2 separate regions of the Zea mays genome follow, and region 2 is linked to region 1. The links are chromatin contacts, called in public Hi-C maps. All regions are on one chromosome and are shown on one strand. Each heading gives the region's core, a stretch centred on a gene start, on an enhancer-like site or on the middle of the called end of the contact. The rest is flanking DNA. Distances are from core to core; before and after follow the strand shown.

Region 1 (6,430 bases), core at 1,366-3,865:
ACGTAGAATATCCTTACGTTGTTCGTTCTCATGTTTGGTGTACTGTTATTTTTATGTGATCCTTGTCTATTTGTATGTATTGCTACGAGTAGCAGCGAGATTACGAGTCACTTGAAGACCAAGTTGGTACCTGGGAATCTCGAGTCTAAGACAAGTTGTGCCCTTGATCACTCCTTTTTACCTAATAATGTTCGTTGTTAATCAATGTGATACGCTCAGGTTAATTTGATGGGACCTAATATATTTCCCTAGCATTGTTTATCCCTCACCTTGCAAACAAATGAACTATTGGGTAGATTTGCTATTGCTCTACCTGGTTTTGGGAAACTAATGTTTTATTATGATCATGTCCAATTATGTTGTTTAATTATTATTCGTGATAAGATCATATTGTTAATTGGAATATGGAGAACCACCAGGGAAAACAGTGCTACCATAAGGATGGTATGGGACGCCCTTGGCTGACTAATTAGGAAAGCTAGTGGAGGACTACCTTACCCGAAAGAGGTAAGGGACAGTAGGGGAGTGGTCGGTATAGGGAGGTTATCGGGCTGATTTTTCTGCGATGGCTTTTCAAACGGGGGATTCCTATGCTACGGTCCCTAGAACTGTAGCGGGTTTTCTGAAGCTAGTGGAACTTTGTGAAGGCCTTGTAGTGGTACCCTACACAGTGTAAAGATGACTTGTGGGTAAAGATGCACAACCTCTACAGAGTGTAAAACTGGTATATCAGCCGTCCTCACGGTCATGAGCGGCTCGGACGCTCACATGATTAATTTATGAAACTAAACTTAATCTGTCATATGCATTGCATCGCGGGTGTTATTATCAATTGTGAATCGGTATCTACTTATACTTTTAACTACTAATAAAATTTTGACCAACTTTAAAAGCAATGCTCAGCTTTAACCATCCTCTTCGGTAAGCCTTACACTTCACATGAGCTCCCACCTTTGGTGAGTTCATACACATTATTCCCCATAACTTGTTGAACGATGAACGTATGTGAGCTCACCCTTGTTGTACTCACATTCCCCCCTAGATCAAGGACATGTACCACAGGATGAGGCGCATGAAAGATGCCATGATGAGTTCGTGAGTGGTCTAGGTCGTCGTCTCCCAGTCAACTTTTGTTGCTGGATTGTTGTCTTCGTATGATGTAATTATTTAACTATTTTGTACAGAGCTCCGTTATATATTAATTATGTGACATTCGTTTCTGTACCATGAGTCATCAAATGTGTGAGACTTGATCCTAGCACACTTGGTGATTATTTCGCGCCCAGGTTTTGGACCCCTAAAATCCGGGTGTGACACGGTGCACCACAGAAAGCTGTAGAGCTGCTTTCCAACGGCTATATTCAAGTCAGAGCCTATATACTTCGCCCAACCCACCATGTGAAGGTGTGAGAGCTCAAGTAACACACCAAGGAAGGTTATACACATCTCCAAGTGCTCAAACACCCAAGTGCTTAATAGAATCACTCGGTGATTAGCGCATGTGCTTTGCGAAGTGCTTAGATTAGTTAGACCGCTATTGCGCTTGCTCTAGGTGATCCCTAGTTAGTTGAGTGAGTTTAGAAAAACCCACATAACCTGTCGGCTCTTGCATAAGCCGTTGTAATTGTACCGAGTGGAGCAAGAAACTTGCGAGACCGTATCAACCGCGTTTGTGATACGGCCACCCGCGAGGTTTCGTCTGAAAGCTCATTAGTGAAGACGACGGGGAGCATCTGAGAGGAGCCAGAAGCGGAGCACCACTTGTGCATGGAGAAGGCCCATGACTCTCTACGGAGTTATTCATATGTGATGCTTGGCCCTCACGTGGGCTACCCTTTGCGTAGGGGCACCAGCGAGGCTTAGTCAGGACCTTGCATGGTTCCAGATACCTCGGTAAAAATACTGGCGTCGTCCACGGGATTTTGCTTTCTCTACTAGCTCTTTAATCTTCCGCATTTACTCTCTCTACTTAAGTTGCAATCTTTACTAGTATTAGTGTAGATTATATAGGATTGGAACTTAGGATGCATAACTCCTTTTGTGGTAGAGATAGCAACACATAAAACAAAACATTCGATTTTGGGGTATAAGAAAACTCCTCTAAAATGTACTTAGGTCTAAATAACTTTTAAATAAAGATTTTCTTCCAAAGATATTCCATAAAAAAGAGTAAATATAAAACTTTGTACATATATTATTATTAAAGAACTATTTTTCTTGGAGGAATAAAGTGGAGAAAATTATTACTCTTTTTATGAAGTGTATATAGTTAGAAGTATTTACATAAATGGATAGCATGATAAATAATAAATAAAATAAACCCTTTTTCATTTATGCTGGATTGGGCATTTTAATTTGAAATTAAAATTTGAACTTAGAAACTCAAACTAGAAAATAAAATAGAAAGGTTAAAATAAAAGGAAATGAATAGGAAGAATAGAAAAGATAAACCTGCTATTGGGCTGATATGCACCCATGCGGCCCATTCCTCTTCCCTTTTCCTTCCTGCGCCGGCCACCCATCTATTCTTTTTTCGGCTCGCTGAAACACCGACGTGCAGGGCCTGCTCCCCAGCCTCCCGTGTTCACATGCGCTAGGTGGGTATGTCACTTGTGTGTGGGGCCGCTAGACAGATCCATCCCCTTCGTTATCCCAACAAACCTAGCGCTGGGCGCGCTGCCGGCCGGAGTCTGTTGTGATCGGCGTGATTCTTGTAACCAACTGGGTGGCCAGCTAGGCACCAGCCGGTCAGCCCGTGCACCTGCTCTAGGTATAAACTAGTAACTTGGGCGCGTCTTACGCGCCTAGGAAACACAATTTATAAATCCATTTTGTAATGTAAGTGATAAAAAGATATTATATTTTGTTGTCAATATACTCATTCTTTTTCAGTAGTGCCGCAAGGGTTAGATGACTCTAGATGAAAAGAATATTTGAGTACTAAATTTAAATATTTCAGTCTAAAGTTTACATACAAAATGGAAAAGCGCATAATAGTGAAGGGGTGCTTTCATTAATAGTAAAACATGGGATAATACTATAATAGGCACCTTGAGGGATGAATTTTAGAAAATGAAATAGGTCGATTCAATGGCTTCTTGAGTGCCGATAAAAATAGTGATATCATACTTTGACATTTCAGACCAAAGTTCACATACAAAATTTGAAAAGATAACATGAGAGTACATTCCCTTTGCTTACAAAACCATCCTTAAATAAATAGGTATAATATGCCTAGCGTGGGGTATATATGACCATATAGCAAAGAAAATAAGTCAATATAGATATAAATCAATGAGCAACGTATCAAATTTTGGAGGGGGAGAGAGCGATTATTGTGTTAATTAATCATACATGGTATCCTCAATGGCACATTTAATTTTGTAGAAACGATCTACCCGACGTCGTCGCACAGTTCGCTATGGACGTATTAGCAACATTCATTTAGTGATTTAGAATTAAGTAGGTAGGTGGTGCAAAGCAAGGACCATTAGATTGGAGAAACAAACTGTTCGCTAAATACGAAGAAGCTACTGACGCACATCGATACATTCTCAAACAGGCCAGCTGCGTCTACGAATGCCTTTCCGTTCCGGCAATTCGTCAAGCACCTCGGTGATGTGGCGTGGTCAAGCTCAAGTAGCAGCACGAACAGGTCCACACTGCTACCCTAGCTGCCTCACACGCACCTTCAGTTTCAGTTGCACATATACAGAGGATGTAGGTGGGAGGAGAGGGGAGGGGAGAAGATGGAGCGTGTCCATCACCTCGTACAGTCTCACTACCGGCGTCTGCCCCACGTGCCTTCCCATCTCTCTGGCACACGTCGTCATTGTTCACCACGTGGAAATCGCCCAGGCCTAGGGCAAAAGGGGGAAGGAGCACCATGACACGACCTCTTCTGGGCCCAGCGTGAGTTATTGCCCTCGGCTGCAGCCACCATGACCATCTCCGTGTCGGCGAGCCAGGACAACAACTCCTTCGACCTCGAATTTGTGGTGCCCGGCGACGAGAGTGCCGGTCCAACGCCGAAGAGGATTGCGTGGAGCGCCCGGGGCAGCCAACGTTGTGGCCATGGATGCGTCGGCAGTGGAGGCCAAGGCTGGAGTGTTGCCACCGACGTCGCTGTTCCGCTCGGCCACCAGGTTCTGCGTCTCGCTTCTCAAGCTGATGAATCCCAAGACCTCAGTAGCGGCCGAGGCCGGGGCTACGCAAGCGCCGAGGTAGGTAGCGGCGGCGAGCCGGTTCCGTGTAAATTTGCGTGTGGAGGTAGTGACCTGCGGTCGCGTCGTTTTACAGTTGTGGAATATTCTAGAGCGAGAACCTGCAGGTCGGTTCTCTTCCGTGGAGATGGGATCGTATGGCTGATAGAAATAATGACGACGTGGACATGCTGTGAACGCTTATTTGCTCCCAGCTTTAATATATAGAAAAATCTCATAGCCCTACACCCTCAAGCCATCCAACGCCCCCACGTCATCACCATCGTCGTTAGAAGAGAGAGAGTCGGGTAGCCGCCGCTCGCCGTGGGAAGCCACCCATCTCCCTTCGTTCTCTGCTTGACGTAGGACATGTTGGAGTTTGGATCCGGGTGCATGATGCCGACTCGATGCCCTAGCCAAGTCGACCATGTCATCTGCCTGGGGGTATGCGCCGCCATGGCTCGGCGGTGGGGAGGAAGATGGTCCCCGGACCGTTGCATCCTAGGTAGACGATCGCGATTAGAAATAAAATATCAGGTTGGTTTTCAGCGAATCTACATCGTAGATAGAGCGGGTTGCGGTTCGGATCAAAACGCGAACACATTAAATTCTGAGTCGTTGGTCTGGTAGTGAGCAGTCAAGATCACGCTCACGGCATCGCATACCCCTTCGCTCAATCTAATCTGAGCCATGGAACTAGATCGAATGGTGGATATAAGTCGATACCTCTTCAGGACCGGGCACTTTGCATAAGAGATCCTGTACTTTATAGGAAACAACCCGTGGTCCTAGACAACTCTAGAACCATCACAACTAAGCCCTATTTTTTTATCAATTTAGCCCCTGCGCTTCTCAGGATTTCAACCCATAGTCCATAGCACCGTTTAGATATAAAATCAAACCAAGAAAAGTGATTTCAAGTATAAAACTTAATCAATAATCTTAGGAAAAACATATCTCCCAAATTATAGCTTTGATTTAACCCGTTCAACTTGCTCTAGCCTCATAAAGATATAACCTACACTTTAGTAAACTATCTTTACCATGTATCATGTCTTCAAAAATAAATATTTATTTAACCCATGTTTATTAAAGTAACTCATCTAATCTAAGTTAATGTAGCATGGTAATTCAGGACCATCTATAACTTTACTAAAATGTGATATATAATCAAGTTATAACTTAGACTAATATTGAATTGGCTATTTCTTTGGAATATTTTCTCACTTGATTTATATTAATCAACGTAGAATATAATTTTATTGTTTAATCACCTAAAACTTCTGAAAATTGTATCTTTTAAACCATAACCCTGATTCTAGTGATTCTTTTAGCAGTGCGTAGAATATTCTTACGTTGTTTGTTCTCATGTTTGGTGTACTGTTATTTTTATGTACTTCTTGTTTATTTGTATGTATGCTACGAATAGCAGTGAGGTCACGGGAAATCTGAAGACAAGCTTGGAGAAGTACCTGTGATCTCAAGTCTAAGGAAAGTTGTGCCCTTGATCACTCTTCTTTACCTAATAATGTTCATGTTAATCACTATGACATGCTCAGGTTAATTTGATGGGACCTAATAGGTTTCCCTAGTATTGCTTATCCCATAGCTTGCAAACAAATGAACTATTGGGTAGATTTGCTATTGTTTTACCTGGTTTTGGGAAATTAATTATATATATGATCATGTTCTAATAATATTGTTGGTTTATTTATTGTTCATGATAAGATTATTGTATTAATTGGAACATGGAGAACCACCCGGGAAAACAGTGCTACCACAAGGGTGGAATGGGACGCCCTTCACCAAGTAATTAGGAAAGCTAGAGAGAGATTACCTTACCCGAAAGGGGCAAGCGGGGAGGCGTCGCTATAGAGTATAGGGAGGTCCTCAGGTCGAACTATTGCGATGGCATTTCGGATGAGAGATTCCTATGCTTCCTTCTTCCTAAATCCGTAGTGGATTTTCTTGAACTAGTGGAACTTTGGAAAGGCCTCATAGTGCTACCATGCCTTGTCTCCTCGGTAGAGATGTATGGGATTCACGACCCCGTGACAAATGGGTAACACGATTTATGGGTAAAGATACACAACCTCTGCAGAGTGTAAAACTGGTATATCAGCCGTGCTCACGGTCATGAGCGACTTGGACACTCACATGATTAACTTATGGAATTAAACTTACTTTGTCATATGCATTGCATTGTGGGTGTTATTATTAATTATGAT
Region 2 (5,928 bases), core at 1,008-3,507, 150 kb after region 1:
TCGAGGGCTCATATGTTAATACGCCACAATGAAGGGGTATCAACCAAAGGGGCCACGCGATCTGGAATCAACGGACCAGATTAGATCCCACCCTTATGTGAACCGGTACCCTATGATGACCGTACGATTTAACAGTTACAGCCCAGATTTCATCAAGGAACGATCTAATCTAAACCGCCCAATCCCCTCTAAACGGTTTAGATCCTTCATCCAGGGGGGTATTCTCCCATCTAATCTGTAGCGTCCGCTCAGAGATCGACGGTCTACGATGCCTGATGCCAAAACGCAACCCAGATCTAATCCCAGCCGATCAACCCAAATCGAACCGCCCACGCCCGTCTTCCCAAATGGCGGCGGCTCCGAGCGCCCCCACGGTTGCGCTCCCCATCGAGTTCACGATTACAGCCCTCTGGCGGCTTATTCTAAGCGACGAAAGCAGCTACACGAGAAGGGGAGACCAGCAAACCTGTTATGGTCGAACTATGAGCGAGTTGTGACGAGAGGACGGCTATCCCTGTCGATGGGCGGATCCATCATGGGTCATGAAGTTCGGCGAGCAATTGCGCCCACCCCGAAGCTTCCCCATGGATGTCGATGATTTGTATATCTTCTACTCAACCAAGCGATTCCCTAGAGCCCCAAGCTGAGGCCCGAACCGTGGGCAAATGTGGTTCGGCCGGCGGCGGCGGTTGGCTTCCCATGCTTCCACATAGCACCAGTGATGGTGCCAGGCTGAGGCAAGATGAGATGGACGAAGGGCCACAGAGTATGGATTTTATAGGCCGCGGCGGAGTCCGACCTGAGGATCAATATCAGCGGATACCACGGGGTTTGTTACGTGCCACCTCTCGCGTTGGGTGCGGTGTTCGGGTGTGAGGGACGATTATGTAGCGCGGACCCACCAACAAGTGACCGAGTAAGGTTTGGGGAGGCTGGCGCGTGGGCCACAGGGGTTGGCAGCAGCGGCGCGGTGGACTTCTGGGCCGCGCGAAATAGAAAAGGGGGTGGGCTCGACAGTAGATCTAGCCCAACGCAGGTATTGATTCCTTTTCTTTTATTCTTATTTTCTTATTTTGTTATTCCTTTTTCTAATTTCTATTCTTTCTTAATTCAGATTCAAATAAAGTTCAAAAGTCAAACATAATGCTCACTCAAAAATCAATCATGATGGTATAGATATATATTTATTTTAATTAATTTATTTGTTTGGTAGATGTTATTTGAAGTATGAAACACACTCATATTTTTTCTTTCTTTTAAGAAAATAGCATTGGAACGTGGGATAGGAATTAAAAGTTACTTCATAAATAAATATTCATTATCTATTTATTTTAAAAGAAGGTATGGTATACTTTCTATTAAGGGTTACTTGAACATCTGAAACGTATTTATAGTTTAGGAGGAGAATAAATCAATACAATATCTTTCAACTACTTATTTTCTTTCTAAGTTTCAAATTTGATTCTTGTTTCAAAATTTACTTAAATATATTGGACAAACTTTTATAAATTCTAAAGTTAGGATTTTTGGGTGTTACGTCATATTTTGGATCTTCTTGAAGTTTTCAATCCTGTGGGTTGCCTTACGGTAGTAGTGGAGTAATACCATCTAGCAGGAATTTTGTCGTTATGAGAATATGCATCGGAGTGGCCTAGACGAGTTGTCCCTAGAACTCAGCCATCTCGATTCGGCCGTGAACTTCCCGACCACTCCGACGTGGGTCTTCTTGGGCCCACCATTTTTTCTTCATGGAGTCTTCTTCGTCCCCAGAGGTGGTCCGTATAGATGGCCAAAAAGCACGAGGCCTGTGAGCCCGGCACGAAGCCCGCTTTTTGGGCCCGGTCCGAGCCCGGCACGGTAGAATAAGCGGGCAGGTTTGGACAGGAAACTAGGCACGGCGGGCTAGCCCGGCACGGCCCATTTACCTCTAAGCCCGTTAAGCCCGTTTTTTTTACACTAAAACGTGATTACCGGCCTGTTTAGCTCGCTTTTCGGCCTGTTTTTTTCGTGCTAAACGGGCCGGCCCGACCCGTTTAGGCCCGCTGCGGGCCGGGCTTGGACAGAAAATTAAGCCCACTGGCTCAGCAGGCCCGGCCCGGTTTTGGCCGGGCTTCACCGAGCCCGGACCGGGCCGGGCCGGGCGGCCCGTTTGGCCATCTCTAGTGGTCCGAGTCCAAGTCCCCACGACTGTCCGAGTCGGTATGGAGTCTTGAGTCCGAACAGTCGTGGTAGTGGCCGCCACACCATCGGTCCATCGTGTAGATTAGATCTTATTTATTAAAAGCTTCTAATGTCGTAGTCACTAGGCCATGAGATGTTAACCCGAGGTACCCGAGCTTGTTGCCATTGAAATGGAGCGTGCTGAAGAGTGAAGACGATGTTTGTGATTGTCAGGGCGGCAGACACGTGATTAAGGTCGCCAAATAGAATCTCCTGTCGCGGTGCAAAGCTCATTGCTGCCATCATATGTGTGACCACCCCTACATGGCACCAGCTCTTAAGGATATATACTAGAGGTACCTAAGACACTCCAACAAATCGGTGCCGACCTAGCGCTGTCCTAAAACTCTGATGAGTTTCTGGTGCAGGCACCAGAACTACTCAGTTTCACACTCAAATCTGGCAGGGTTAGCCATTAGTATGTAACTCTAGTGTTTTGTTTGATGGTTACGGCGCGTGTAAAAAATAGTGTAGCTTCTCTATCTCATCCCTTTTTAAAATTATACGGACTCAAGTTAATATGCGATGATCATCACATTTAGATCTCCTTTGTAACAAAGAAAAAAAAAGAAATGTTAGGATTAATTTGGTGACAAAGGGATCACGAAGAGATTAGAGGAGAAATGAACTAATTTTCTCCTCAACCCTCACCAATTTCCCTATGATCTCTGATCTACAAATCAGTCCACAGGAAGAATAGGTTGGGCAGAGATGAGAGATAACGGGAAAAAAAATCCCTCTAAAACCGGCTACAGAGAAGCAACACTACAGGATCCTTGTCCATTCCACCAATATTGAAGCGACCGAACAATAATCTTACAAGTATGGGCTAATGTGGTTAGTTGCTGACTTGCTTTAAGATTAGTGGGATGAACATGTTGTCACGGAATCGAAAGAAACCCTATGTAGTCGCTTTTATTTGCATCCAGATACAGCCCCCCCCCCCCCCCCCGCGAGAAAACATGGTTGGACCAACAGTCCAACATGAACACGCAACAACCGGTGCTCCCAAGTGTGCGTCCACTGCAACTTTGCGAGCGACAACGACGTCCATGTGGGTCGCCACCAAACGCCGACAGACACAGAAGCAACGTCGCAATGGGGTCACCACACAAGCTGCGCTGGGGCCTCCATCACGCACGAATCGTTTCGGCTGGCATGGCAACCAGAAAGCCTGAAACGGACGGGGGCACGACGTCCAATGGGGGGTAGAGATTGGATGTGTTGTGGTGTGACTACTTTTCTCCGCAGAAATGCATGAATGAATGATTATATGGCAGCAAGGCCAAGGGGCCGACCAGACACAGGCTGTATACAGGATGATGAACTGACAGCAAAACTCATCACTAGTCTGGAGATGATGGATGTGGTCTAGGCTGCAGGGAAAGGGCGGGGTGACGGACAGCGATGACGAAGCTGGGGATCACCTGTTTTGAAACACATGTCATGTGCGTTTTTACAACCATCAAATCAGAATCAGAAAGAAAAAAAACGAGACACCAACTCTGATCACAAACTGTAAGTGAGATTCTGCAACAGGAGCACTGTAACACTGCGTACGGCATATGGCTGCAGAAGAGGTTTTCTGGGATTTGTCTGCCAGCCAGAGTGATGACTCAAAACTGCAGCTGTATAAAGGGAACAGTTGGACAAGACGACAAGTCATATATGTAGGGGAAGAATTTTAAAGGGAGACAGTAAAATATATTTAGAACGTGTAAGTAAGGGAAGATGGTATGGTTAGAGAGAGCCTAAGCTATCTCCGACAACTTTAACTATTTCACTTCTTATTTTAAACTTCACTTTATAAAATCATAGCTGTAGGTACAAGACTAACGGTTAACCTAGAACGATGCAGGAGATAGGTTCAATGGTCTTTATGTACTTCCTTCAAGCCAGACCACCCGGAGTTTCTCTAAAAGAGTGAGCATACATCCAGTTGACTGATAATGTTATATACTTCACCAAATGATATCGTCAGAGAGTTAAAGAATACAGTGGTCGTTGACAGGTAACATGGAAGTTAAAGCATCTGTTCATTCCCCAGCACCACCACCACCAACACACACACATATACATACACGAGAGAGCCCACAAAGCTAGTATACATGTGAATGAATATGTCTAAAAGAGTAGTAATCAGCAGTCAAAAGGTACATCTGAGTGTGCTGAGTATATTTTTTTCTCCTTTTTTTTGAATAAAGATAAATCTCAAGAGCATTCTTGCGAATACAGGAACATGCATATCCACTTTGTTCCCAGCAGGCAACAAACCAGTCAAGTGCAGACCAATTACAGAATCGATGTCTTCTTTATCTGAAGTGGCTCTAGTTTAGAAGGGGAAGATACTGTGCCTCACTGATTCAGTTCAAGTACTATCAGTCCAGCAGTGACCTGATATATATACTTTATCATGTACATTGCATCGCATGACCCAATAGTTGTGACCGGATAGAAATCATAATTAACTGGCAATTATAGCGGCAAACAGAATGTGACCGTTTACTTATGCCCTCTAATCTCTCCTAGACTGTAGGGCGAGAATTGACTAAGAAATATAAGGATTCAAACTCAGGCAGATGACAAAGAAACAGAACTAGAAACCTGAACAGCGCCCGCGCTCCCTCGGACGAGATCCACCGTGTACCATGAGAAATACACCGACGAATACAAATACAAACGCATGCCGGTATATTAATTGGGGGTCAGAGGGCAGTGCGAGCGGTACCTCGTCGCTGGCCGTCGGATTTCTGGCGGCGATGAGGTGTTGAGGACGAAGACGGGGAGGGCGAGAAAAATGGAACCGAATCCTCTGACGTCTCCGTACAAGGAATCTACGTCAGAGGGCACTCGATGCTAGCGACGTCCAAGTCGCATCGCACGTTGGAGTTGCTTCTATGGATAACATATTACATAGCCAAACGGATCAACGGACCCGGCACTAACAATAGCATTATTAGACACTATTAGTGTCGTGTCATATCGACACTAATGTCTAACCAACAGCCCAGCCACTACACTATAATGTCTAATCGTGTCGTGAAGCACTATACGCTATTAATATTCTCTAACATCTAATAGTGTCCGTGAGACAATATTTAAAGTTTTATAATTTTAATAGTCGATATACTCATGATTTTTGGTCTGCAATAGGTGTATTCGGGTCTGAGTTATCTAGGCATTTATTCATGTGGGTGTATGTATTTTACTAGATAGAATTTTATCTAATAGATGCGAATATGAGGTGGTATTACCTAACATGTATATACATGTTGCCATCTAGTCACAAGTGATTTTGTTGTGTCGTTAGGATAGCTTATGCGTGAGACTTAATATTTGAACCCCTACACACGTATATTTTGCGCCAAAAAATCTCATGACTTGTGTCTTACGATGGCATGTTGCCACTGGCGGACCCAGGCCTGCCGACCGAATTTTTTGTATTTTAGCCCTTAAACAGAAGTAAAATCACGTTTAGACCTAAAAAAATTTTAAATGCAGTTTTGGACCCTTTGCTCGGTGCCATAGCCTATGGCGCCGAGCTAACACAGCTCGGCGCCATAGGCTATGGCGTCGAGGTCGTGTTGCGTTGGCACACCCCAGACGCGTGGCGTCGACGTGGAACCGAGCTCGGCGCCACAAATCTTGGCGCCGAGCTCGGTTGTGTTATTAAAATATTTGTTGCGGACATGAGCACAAAGCCCATCT

The links. A called contact is a pair of places that touch in the nucleus more often than the background predicts.
Region 2: a contact with region 1 is called in a Hi-C map of bundle sheath, with 3 times the contacts expected there. The contact joins two enhancer-like sites. A contact is called at or near these places in 5 of 25 Hi-C or Micro-C datasets (bundle sheath, ear, endosperm and 2 more).

What each region holds. Positions count from the first base shown.
Region 1 is chr7:106,323,571-106,330,000 of Zm-B73-REFERENCE-NAM-5.0, forward strand. No RefSeq gene overlaps it. Among protein-coding and RNA genes, the nearest start is that of LOC100383281, 54 kb to the right of the region's middle. Within about 2 kb of position 2,616, at least 19 of the 20 cell types and tissues checked have an H3K27ac peak or open chromatin away from gene starts, as enhancers often do. A contact at or near this core is called in bundle sheath and leaf, where this site is marked.
Region 2 is chr7:106,469,879-106,475,806 of Zm-B73-REFERENCE-NAM-5.0, forward strand. No RefSeq gene overlaps it. Among protein-coding and RNA genes, the nearest start is that of LOC103632671, 3.0 kb to the right of the region's middle. Within about 2 kb of position 2,258, at least 8 of the 20 cell types and tissues checked have an H3K27ac peak or open chromatin away from gene starts, as enhancers often do. A contact at or near this core is called in bundle sheath and leaf, where this site is marked.